2 separate regions of the Sus scrofa genome follow, and region 2 is linked to region 1. A link is a contact called in public HiChIP or PLAC-seq data. All regions are on one chromosome and are shown on one strand. Each heading gives the region's core, a stretch centred on a gene start, on an enhancer-like site or on the middle of the called end of the contact. The rest is flanking DNA. Distances are from core to core; before and after follow the strand shown.

Region 1 (5,923 bases), core at 1,245-3,744:
TCAACTGGTGACAAGAATCACACTTTTAAGACCTGGAAAGTGATTTCTATGAAGATTTTAAACAAATATTCACTTTTGCTTGACTTTTACTGCCAGAAAATATTAGGGTGGAAGGTTATTTAAGAGAGAATAAATTTTGTCTAAAAATAGGAGGTAAGCAAGTATATGCTATGAGCAAAAATCTCTTATTGCATTTTTTAGCTATTAGGTTAAAAGAAAAAAAAAAAAAAACCCACATCAATAGCACACCCCAGAGGTACAACAACATTACACATCGCTGTCAGAACTGCTGAACACCACGAAATGACCACAGCACTGTAGCCAGCGTAAGAGCACATTCCTTCCCACTGTTCCTCACATCAGCTGGCTGCTGGAGCTGAAACCAAATTAAATTTTTCCCTCCAGTAATGTGTATATTCTGAGAGACAATGCTGTGAAAATTAACTGAATTCTACACAAATATGAAAGTTGGGAAATTTCTACCCAAATCTCTTCAGCGTTTCTCCACCCCAAAACTATTTTCAACATGCAAAGAAAATATTTGTTGTATATTTTTCCTGGGGGAGGCTGAGGAGGAAGGAGACAAGATTAAAGGCCTAGGGAGAGGATGATGTCTTTGAAATAAGTAGCCTCAAATACCCCTTTCATCTCCCATGGATTCCTTCATTGCAGCGCATTTAAAAAAAAAAACAAAACAAAAAAAACCCTCCCCCTTAAACAACTCAAATCCAAATTAAGCGTTGAGTTTTAAAGTCATGTAACTTGGCAGAGTTGGAGCCCAGGTCTTCTGCTGTTTGTGGTTTTTTTTTTTTTTTTGGTTTTGGGGGGTTTTTGTGTGTGTGTGTGTGTGTTTTGTTTTGTTTTGTTTTTTGCTTTTTAGGGCCGCACCCATTGCATATGGAGGTTCTCAGGCTACAGGTCTTATAAGAGCTATAGCTGCCATCTTACGCCACAGCCACAGTCACAGCCACGCCAGATCTGAGCCGAGTCTTCGACCTGCACCACAGCTCATGGCAACATCGGATCCTTAACCCACTAAGCGAGGCCAGGGATCGAACCCACAACCTCATGATTCCTAGTCAGATTTGTTTACACTGAGCCCTGACAGGAACTCCTCTTCTGCTCTTTGAAGGAAGGCATGGGGTCCCCCATACTTCCAACAACTTGGAAAAGCATTTTCCTCCTTCACAGTGTCTATGATCCTTAATTAAGTGTCCACTAGGGATAAGGTGGACGAAAGACCCTTCTACCTCAGCTCAGGGTTATTTTTCCATATGTTACTTCTCAGAATATATTAAGTCTACTGCTCTGGCCTCTACCCACAATGACTGCACCTAATCCCCATCAGCCCTTAAGGAGAGTCACTCGCTATAACTTGGCCACTGGACTGTAGCTATATTCAACTTCTGAGAGGTGGCGAGATACCACTGCTTACTACAGTTGCGTTGCATAAGATGCCTGGGTCCACTATCACCTTATCTCCCAAAGAAGCCTCAGTTTAGCCTGACACACACTGGAGGAAATCCCAGTTGTTACCTTATAGAATGAAAACAAGTTTCATTAGTGTCTCTGATTTGGTCATTCCACTTTCACAGACAAAATAAAATCTATGTCCTAGTAGTCAATGAAAAAATCATCCTACACTAGAGCGAAGACCTACATCTGGGCTGAAAGTGTGGTTTAAGAAAGAGAAAAAAAATGCAGAAGAGACATCCCTAGAGGAAAAACCCATTTCCTCTAGGGATGGAGAGCACCAACTAGATCTTGCTTGGGAAAGAGGGCACCCCATCCCAGTGGCTCACGAGAACCCAAGGACTTGGGAGAGAAGCGATGCTGCCCAAGAACAATGATCCTGACAGTTGTTCAGCTTCACCATTAATTTTCCATAAAGAGCAGTTTTTGAGACGAGGGCTTGTGTCAGAAGGGGCCTGATGCTTCGGAAACCTGTAATTATTCCTGGCTCCCCACCCCCCACAGCCTCTGCACCTGTGTCAGTTCAAGGCACCAGCTGGCCATGTCTTGCCTCCTGCCTCTTAAAGGGGTGGGCTGGGATGGGGGGGGCAGGGGCAGGGGGGCTGGGGGAGGGGTTTTGAGGGTGGGGGCTGGGCAGGGGAGCCTTCATGGAAAACCCAGACTCACATGACTTGCCTCTTCTTCCAAAATATAAAAACAAAACAAAAATTTTAAACTCACCCATCTCATCCCTTCCCCCAATGGGTCTTGCCAAAGGAAACAAATAAACATTAATTGGCTAGAGAGCCTTCATTCAAACCAAAATTACTGAAAAACACAGTAACAGGGAAAGGTCTGACAAGGGGTTATTAATCCTGTTTTACAACCTGCTCTTGTTCCACCCCCACCCGCTCCCGTTAACTCTGCGCACGCGCGCGCACACACACGCACGCACACACACACACACACACACACACACACACACCCGCCCCAAACTCCCTGGGCCCCTCTGCACTGAGTGGCCAAGACGGGAACATGCCGAACCCATGACATCATCTCCCCTTCCTCTCCCAAATCACTTGCACAGGCTGACTCAGGCTACTGGTTTTTTTGTTTTTGTTTTTGTTTTTTAAAGCAAGCTCATTTCACTGACTTCCTTCTGGCACGTTGTTATATCCTTCTCAGTTGGGTTAAACATACCCTTCCTCTGCTGCCCATAAAAAAATACATATACATGTATGGTTGCTTTTTTACCCCAAAGCAAGTTTCTCACATGTACAATGTACACTACACACACACACACACACACACACACACACACACACAACTTCTCTCTCTCTCTCTCACACACAAACCCAGTCGAAGCTTGAATTTCCCCAGAACAACAGGTTCATATCCCATTGGGGCCCTCAGTGGCAGATGCAATTTAGTGGCTGGTGATCACAGAGAATATTTTCAAAACCAAGAGAGTTTTCAAGGACTTCCACTGTGGAATGTTAAAGACAATGTGGGGGCCCTAAGAGGAATGTTTGTTCTACTCCTCAGGCTGCAAAAAATGACAGCCAAAAACATAATGAGACCAAGCCCTAAGCCGCTTTTCCTGACATAGATGGTTGCACATTTACTTAATTAATTTCAGGTACTTGGAATCAACTTCCCAAAATATTTAAGGGGGCTGCATGGATGTGCCACTGTGCTGCTCACCACAGTTGAGGAAACTGGCCCTGTGTGTACACTGAGAGGCAGAAGAGAGGGACTTATGGGACAGACTGCTTGCTGGAAGGTGGTCCTTGGTCACTCTTCACAGGGACCTCAGGGCCTCGCTCATGAAGCCCCACACACTCACTAATCCAAATTTATAGGACACTATGAAACTAATTCTCTGGTTCCCCACAGACATCAGCCTCACCAGCATTTAAATGTAATCTTCACTAGAACGTGGGTTCCTCAAAACACCTGGTCCTGTTTTTGACCCATGGCCTGACTCAAGAATTTGTCTTATTGAATGAATGAATGAATGAATGAAGCAACTCAAAACACTTCGGTCCAAACGACAACACATTTGATCACAATTTTGGTCAGAATGGGTCCCAGAAAATGATGACAGCCAAAAATGCTTCCTTCTTTACCAAAAGAATATCAGAAACAGGAGTTCCCGTCGTGGCTCAGTGGTTAACGAATCCGACTGGGAACCATGAGGTTGCGGGTTTGATCCCTGGCCTTACTCAGTGGGTTAAGGATCCGGCGTTGCCGTGGGCTGTGGTGTAGGTTGCAGACTCGGCTCGGATTCCGTGTTGCTGTGGCTCTGGAGTAGGCCGGCGGCTACAGCTCCGATTGGACCCCTAGCCTGGGAACCTCCATATGCCACGGGAGCGGCCCAAGAAATGGCAAAAAGACAAAAAAAAAAAGGATATCAGAAACAATGCGTATGCATGCATTACCAACAACTGTCCTTGGACGATTCAGCGGTATTTAATATTTAATTACAGGTGATTTTACTTGTCTCTTCAATGCTTTCCATTAAAACAAAACAAAACAAAACAAAAAACTTTAACTGCTTACTGTCTGACACACCCAGCATTCCCAAATAAGAGGCACATTTAGACTCCTAAAAGGCCACAGGGCAGCCCTTTGTGGGAAGTAAAACCATCTTCTCATCCCAGAGAGCATCCCTCTCCCTTCTGCCACTTCATCTTTTCTCCTGTGGCCTCCAGAAACCACCAGAAGAGAAGCAATACACACAAGCAATCAAATTGCTATTTTCAATGCTCACTTATTATTGGTAGAAAGAACATGGTCTGGGGAATCAAGTTCAATACCTCCCTTTCCAACACCGCCTCTCCCCCTTCCCCCTAACTCCTCAACCTGAGCAGGGAGTTCATTTCCTTCGCTGCAAAATGGGTGGGCTGTACTCTCAAAGATGCCTTCCAGCTCAAAGTTCTTGCTGACAACCCTTCAATGGCCTGCCATCACGCTTGTTTCCTGGCCATGGCAAATCAGACCCTACATGAACGGGTCTTGCTTTCCTCAGTTCTTACCCCTCCCCTATTCACACACACAGTGCCTGCCATTCCTGCACCCCAGAATTCAGAGCCCCCAGGTCACAGCACACCTAATTTCTTTTCTTATATTATGTTTTGGTTTAACTGCCACCTATTCAGAGATTCCTTTGATCTGCCTAGATAAAACTCACCCAAACAACCTCTTCATTCTCCATCAGACCACCTCCTTTTATTTGCCCTGTAGTTACTTACCAAGCCCTAAAAAGACCTAAATTATCTGTGTGCATGTCTACCGTCTATCTTTCCCTACTATTGGGGAAGTTCCAGAAGAGTAGGGACCTAGTCTTATGCGCCAAGGAATCTCTAGCACCCAGCACAGGGCCTGGAAAAGGCATCCAAACATACTCATTTAATGGGTAAATCAATCAATGAAGCCATTAGTCAATCCCAAATTCCAGAGAGGATGTTAGCTGGTCTCTCCCATCAGGAAATGGATTCTAAAATGTCTACCTTATTAGGTCGAAGGGCTGCATCAACGTTTCTCCTCTGTTCATGGTTTAGCATGGAGAAGGCCCTCATGATTCATCCTCATCAGACTGAGGAAAATGGAGCCTCTTCTCAGGACACAGGGTTCTCACATCTGCCCATTTCAAACAGATGCCAAGAAAGCGTTTCTTCTCAGGAGTTGGTACCACATCATCTATGGTTCAGATGAAAAAAAAGCCACCGTCTCCTGGCCTCCGTGCCAGGTTTATTCACTGGTGCCCTGAGGTTCAACTATTCTATATCATTTCTACCATCCCTGAGAAAGGCACCTCTGGGCACTGGCCCCCGAAGCACCTGAGGGTCACATCCATTTGGTCTCCAATGCTGGCATCCCCACATACACCAGTTCTTCAATGGAAGAGTGCATTCACATCTCGCGGTGAGCAAGGACCCATGTTTTCTGTCACCCTAAACAGACCCACATTCCACTTATACAGATGAGGTCCTTGACATTCCTATTCTGGCCCGTTCTGGGGACTTTTCCATAAATTCCTAAACACAAAGCATTTCATTCTTCTCCATTCCCTTTACGAATTTTACATAAAAAGATATCTCTTCTGAGAGGTGCTATTTATTTCAGGATCATTATTTCACAGATACAGAGCCCTCAAACACTGAGCCTGGAAGTAAGCCAAAATCCAATTAAGAGGGTATGGCGTTTGAACTAGGCAAGAGCTAAGGGTGAAAATATTGAATATAAGCTGTACAGGTTCCCTGTGTGTGTGTGAACACGTGTGTGTGTGAACACGTGTGTGTGTGTGTGTGTGCGCGCACATACCACTGACAATGTAGATTCTCTTTAATGTCTTTTGGATGCCTTTCTCTAAACCTGTCGCTGTTCCCAGAGTCACAAAGCCGCTCCCTTTCTTGTTTATTATGGTAGGCAGTAGGAATCTTTCACACACTGGCTGGAAAAAGATGAA
Region 2 (5,923 bases), core at 1,975-4,474, 250 kb after region 1:
CACAAGAAAGTGGATTCTAAATCAATGTCGAAGATTCTAAACGGTTGATGATTTCTCCTGCTGAATGATTCACTCCATTTCTCTTGCATGGAAACAGAGAAATTAATGAGCTTGAGGGAAGGACAGAGTGAGAAGGGAGCAAGAAAGAGGCTGGGATACATGACTATGTACTGGAGCAAAGTGTGTAATTTGTCTTTCAAAAATAAGATTCTGTGAGAAAAAGAAAACAATTCTAGCTCGTGGTGGCAGCAAGGTGGCAGGGCTGCTTCTGGAGAGTCAGATTTTCCCAGCTTCCTTGTCCACCACTCAGTTCTCATCTGGGAGTCCAGCTTGAACTGACAGTATAGGGAAGATTTCCTTCCTGTCTAAGATGTCAATCTGTAAAACATATTGAAGGAAATAAAGAACGGTTTGCATTCAAAGCACTTGTGCTCAAGAGTTCAAATCTCTTTTCAAGCATGATTGTGCTCGGTCTTCAGAGAGAACATAGTACTTATCACTTATGTTTCTTTTCTTCTTTTTTTTTTTTTTTTTTGGCTTTTTGGCTTTTTGGCTTTTTGGTTTTTTGGCTTTTTGCCTTTTCCAGAGCTGCACCTGCGGCATATAGAAGTTCCCAGGCTAGGGGTCTAATGAGAGCTGTAGCCGCTGGCCTACACCACAGCCACAGCAACGCCAGATCCGAGCCGTGTCTGCAACCTACACCACAACTCACGGCAACGCCAAATCCTTAACCCACTGATCGAGGCCAGGGATGGAAACTGCAACCTCATGGTTCCTAGTTGGATTCATTAACCACTGAGCCACGACAGGAGCATCTTTATCACTTATCTTTGAAGCTACCAAAACTGAGTCGGCAGAGTCAAATACCCAGTTTAGCCAAATAGAATTTGCTATGAACCTACACACACACACGCACACATATATATATGTAATTATTATCATGACTATTATTCAACATCATTTCTATTGCTAACACAACCCACTGTGCAGAATTCAGCCAGTACCTGAAATGCAGCCAGGGATACAGTGTTTAATAAAAAAATAATTCTGACACCACGGTGCTTCCAGTTTTTGGAAACCTTAAAATAAATCCCAAATTTATTTCTAATGGAAATAAATCACAGAATCCAAGGTACAAAATTATTTCCACAACTCCTCCAAGAAACATCAGAAAAGCCCTTGCCAACTCCTGGCTATTCGGGATACTGTTGTACAAAAGAGGAGCTTTTTAAAAGAATAACCCTTATCTATCCTCATGAAAGGCTAATAAGTAGGCATTACCAGGATCTAAAAAGAACATGTTCAATTTCAAATCTTCTCAAAACCTTCTGGATATATTTACTCACTTCCACAATTAGCAGGTGTTTGAAGCCCTGAAAATTTTCTCACTGCTCTAATTTTATGGTTAATGACATAGATACAGATACAGACAGACAGATCTGAAGAGCTATGGAGCTGGATAGATATATATTGCCTCTCCCCATAACCAGATTAAGCTACTCATGAATCCTAACTGCAGCTAGAGCGTCCCTGTATCTCCCAGGTAGATAACCACTACAGTTTGTTCATGGAGAGGGCTTGTGTTGATTGGTGACTCAATGTAAATATACAAGCTAATTCTGAGTGGATGGAAAAGTAATGGTGAGCTCAATAAATCACCCCACATCCTTACCTTTCTAGTTGTAAAAAAATTGAAACTGTAGAGACTGTAAAAAGATCAGGAGTTTCCAGGGATTTGGGGACAAGGGAGGAATTATGAATAGGTGGAACATAAGAGATTTTTAGGGCAGCGAAAATACTCTGTACAACACTATGATGATGGATATACGTCATTATACGTTCATCCCAAACCATAGAATGTACACCACCAAGACTGAACCCTAATGTAAACCCCTGGACTTTGGGTGATAATGATGTGTCCATGTGGGCTCATCAGTTGCAACAAATGTATCACTCTGGTGTGGGATGTTGATAATGGGGAAGGCTGTGAATGGGGGGATGAGAAATCTCTGCAACTTCCTCTCAATTTTGCCATGAACCTAAAAACTGCTGTAAAAAAAAATACAAATCTTAAAAAAAAAAAATGTTCCTTCCTAATTCTGTGTAAAGACGCGCATGCTGGTGCCATGTCCAACTTCGAAAGGAAGGCAGGTCTGCTGTACTGGGGATGTTCCCTGGAGCTACCCAGCAGTAATGAGCCTTTCAAAACCTTTCAGGGAGACAGGAGGGCAAGGGAGCAAGAGAAATGACGCTGCTGTGACAAGTAGAGGAGCAACTCCACAGTCCATAGTTATGTAGGTTGTAGATCCTCCCCCCCCACCCCGCCCCAGTGGTTTAAAGTGATATAATTGGAGCTATATTTGACATCAGAGCAATCTGGGTTCAAGTCCCAATTCTGTCTCTTACCAGATGGATGTACCTGAGCATATTAAATCTTTCGAATCCTTATCTTCATCATCTGTAAAAATAGGTGGAATAGCAGCTTTGTTGTGAGAATTACATATGCCGATTCACTCAAAGTGCGTCAAGAGGAAGTGAACATTCAAATATTGTTAGTTTCTTTGCCGCTCTGACTTCCTCCTCTACCAGAGCATGGTTTTTCCATCAAAGCAGGGCTGCGAGATCACTAAATGACCCTACTTCTCTGTCACAATGTTTCTCAACTTTTAAAAATCCACATGCCTCTTGACCATATAAAGTTTCACTTTCCCACTTTCCATGTTGAGATTTATAGATTTGACCCCTAAAATAGGCTGGGAAATTAAAAAGGCAAATAATACATGAATATTCCCCAAATCTCTCTCCCTAAACCACAGAGAGCTCTGTGGCCGAGCCCACATGTCTGCATGTGGGTGAGTGTGGGTGTGTTTCAGAGTGAAATTTTCATTTGCTGCTCTCTGGTTACTCAGCCCCCGCCAGAAGAATTCAATTATTCCCAGAAGTCAGACACAAGTCAAGTCAGCTGTTTTGCTTAAAGAAACAAGATACATCTTAAAGCCCCAAACAGAAAAGTGGAAAAGAAGAGATTATTTGGGTGGCTACAAATCACTAAAGTTCTTGCCAGCAACGAGTGGCAGGCTCTCACCATCTGATTGTTTTTCAAGAAATGCAAAGACACATCACCTTGCTCTGTGATTTATCAGCAAGCCAGCTTACTAGGTGTTTGCATCAGACTGTGTGGACCCAGCACAGGGAAGTGCAGGGAGGAAGTGAAACAGGCATCTTTTAGATTTCCTTTGCTTCTGATTCTGCCTTCATCCTGGCAGGAATCCGCCAGCCTTGCTCAAATGCATTACCCAATTTGTACTATTCGTGAGACAAAGGGAGCCATGCAGCTTCAGGTGCCTGTTGCAGTCACGGGGCTAAGCAACGTCAAGAGAACATTTCCACAATTATCTGCTAGTCTGTGACCGAGAGAAGGGCACAGCAAAGTCTGGCCTACCTCCAAAGAAGTCTCATTGGGGCTGTGGGGAGATGGTGGGAGAAAAAGTTTTGGGGAAAAAATGTGTATTCAAAATAATTTTTAAGAATGTAAAAAAAATCAAACTACAATCCCACAGCCTATCTGTGACTGGATATCCCAGGTTACCTCTTTCATATTCTGCAATTTTACTTTCTTGATATAAGCTACATTCTTCTAAATTGGTTTGAGCCAATGCTAATCACATATGCACACATGTACAGCCACATTCAAAGAGTTAAAAAAAAAAAAAAACCACCTCTTTTCTAGTCATTAAATCTGGGCTATAGTAATGAATAGATATCTCAGGGTAACCTTCCAGGATTTGTGACTTTTTTCTTTCTGAAACATACCATTTTGACACACATAGGTCATTCTTTGGCAGAGAAAGCAGAGCTCAGCAACTGCTTTATCAGAAGAACTCACAGGCATTAATTTCTAACAAAGCTAACCCATCTCCATGCTGAGCAACACAATACACCCAGATACCCACACAGGCACGGGTGTGTGCTCGAGGTCCTTCCCGTCTGGGTCTGGGAGAAATAGACCAAACGCGTTCACCCACATTTACATTTTCTATACTCACAACAACCAATTAGAACCACAGTCTCACTTTTCATTCCATCCTTTGACCCATCTTCCAAAAAGAAAACCCACTTGTACAGGGAAAGTGTGGAGCCATACCTAGAAATAGATACTGGGGCTACATTAACATTTTGCCTTTGACCTGACTTAAGAGCAGCTACAAGCAAAGTTGGAAAAAAGAGTCGCTCCCTCTTTCATCATGTCTGGCTGTCTTCTCTCCACATTTAATGCTAAGGATACAAGATGAACCAGACAGGCCCAGTTCTGCTCTCATCGAATTAACAGCAGAAGCAGACAAGTCAAGAGGCAATTTCGGAACAGTGTGGTAAGTGAAAAAAGAGGAGTTAAGGATGCCCTTGGAGTGCCAGGGGAACACCTAAGCCTGGAAGGTGATTGGAAGTTAAACCAAAGAGAGGAGGAGAGTGGAGGCCAGGGTCAGAAAGGAGAGCCCTTCTGGATCCTTGTGGCTGGGGTATATGAAGCATTCCACAGGGGTGTGGTGAGCCATGTAAGGCTGCAGGGCTAAGTGTGGATCAGATAACGAAAGGCCTTATAAACCAGAATAAAGATCTGGGGAGTCAGAGAAGTACTTTAAGCAGGCGGAGTGACATGATCAGATCTGCTGTTTAGGAAGAGTCCTTTGTCTGCAGGAGAGAGAAAAATTGGAGAGTGGTGCAGTGAAAAGCGGGGAGAGCAGTTAGAAGGCAGCTGAAGTAGTCCACAGGAGAGCTGATGGCAGCCTGGCTTACAGACCTGACCCTGAACAAGGAGAGAAGTGGACGGATTCAAGAAGCCAAATCCCTTCCCTCAAACAGGTGAACAGAAGGACGCCGACAGGCGAGACGTGACTTGTGCCTCATGTCCTTCCAATACGAGTCAGCATTTCACATTTTCTCTTTGAAAATCACCATCTCTCATTTATCTTCTTCACTTAAAATCTTGGTAATTGAAAGAAATATGAAATCTTTCATTTATTTTGAACCCAGAAAGGTCAAACTGTCCTGGCCAATGTGAACAGTTCATTTGGTAATCATCCAGTGCCTATTTGCCACAGGCCCTGCATGGCCACTGGTTCACTCCTGGCATTTGTTCATCAGTCCACTTTGTCAAAGTGAATGAGTGAGCAAATGGCAATCAATGTCCCCAATAAAAGTTTTAGGAGATAATTACAGTGACGGGAAATGCAGTCATTACAACAGTCATGCTGGGTCTGTTGTGATGCTACTAATCACACCACTTTTCTGATTTCATGTAAATTGCAGGTACCTTTACTCCTGTAGGAATCTCTATTAATAGATAATATCATTATGCTAATAGCTGCTTAAAGTATAATTTAAAAATTTTACGTGATCTAAGCCAGATATTTTAAAACACTATAATAATCTAACAAATATGAGCCAAAAAATAAACCTTATCACATTTAAGGAAATTATTTTTAAAGAGAGGCACCTGCAATTTACCCATTAAAAAACAGAGTTATACTACATGGAACTGAGTGATTAAATGTATGCATTTTTTTTTCAATTATCCAACAAAATAGGAAGCCCAAATGCTCCACTATCTGATATCCTGTTTATTGCTAATGGACAAATGTTTATACACGCACACTACACTTAGAGAATAATCACAGGTATGCCACCTTTTATTCATTCATTCAACAAATATTAACTAGGCCCTCACCCTAGCCTGATACTATGCTAAATACTGAGGATCTAAGAAAAGAATAGAACATGCTGACAGGCCAGAAGGGGTAACATATTCAAATAAATACGATGTTGACATATATGCCAAACAGGGGCAAGAGCAAGCACTAGAATCCCAGAGAGGAAGATGCCTTTAATTCAGTCAGGGAGGGCTTCCTAGAGGAGGTTTTTGTTT

Evidence for each region. HiChIP or PLAC-seq counts read pairs in DNA pulled down with a chosen protein or histone mark.
Region 2: a contact with region 1 is called in an H3K27ac HiChIP or PLAC-seq map of skeletal muscle, with 4 times the contacts expected there. The contact joins two enhancer-like sites. A contact is called at or near these places in 2 of 2 datasets of contacts at active chromatin or transcription factors (alveolar macrophages and skeletal muscle).

What each region holds. Positions count from the first base shown.
Region 1 is chr15:110,347,282-110,353,204 of Sscrofa11.1, forward strand. All of the region lies in intron 1 of KLF7 (Kruppel like factor 7), which reads right to left. Among named protein-coding and RNA genes, the nearest start is that of KLF7, 29 kb to the right of the region's middle. Within about 2 kb of position 2,495, at least 38 of the 83 cell types and tissues checked have an H3K27ac peak or open chromatin away from gene starts, as enhancers often do. A contact at or near this core is called in skeletal muscle, where this site is marked.
Region 2 is chr15:110,596,172-110,602,094 of Sscrofa11.1, forward strand. No RefSeq gene overlaps it. Among named protein-coding and RNA genes, the nearest start is that of CREB1, 110 kb to the right of the region's middle. Within about 2 kb of position 3,225, at least 30 of the 83 cell types and tissues checked have an H3K27ac peak or open chromatin away from gene starts, as enhancers often do. A contact at or near this core is called in skeletal muscle, where this site is marked.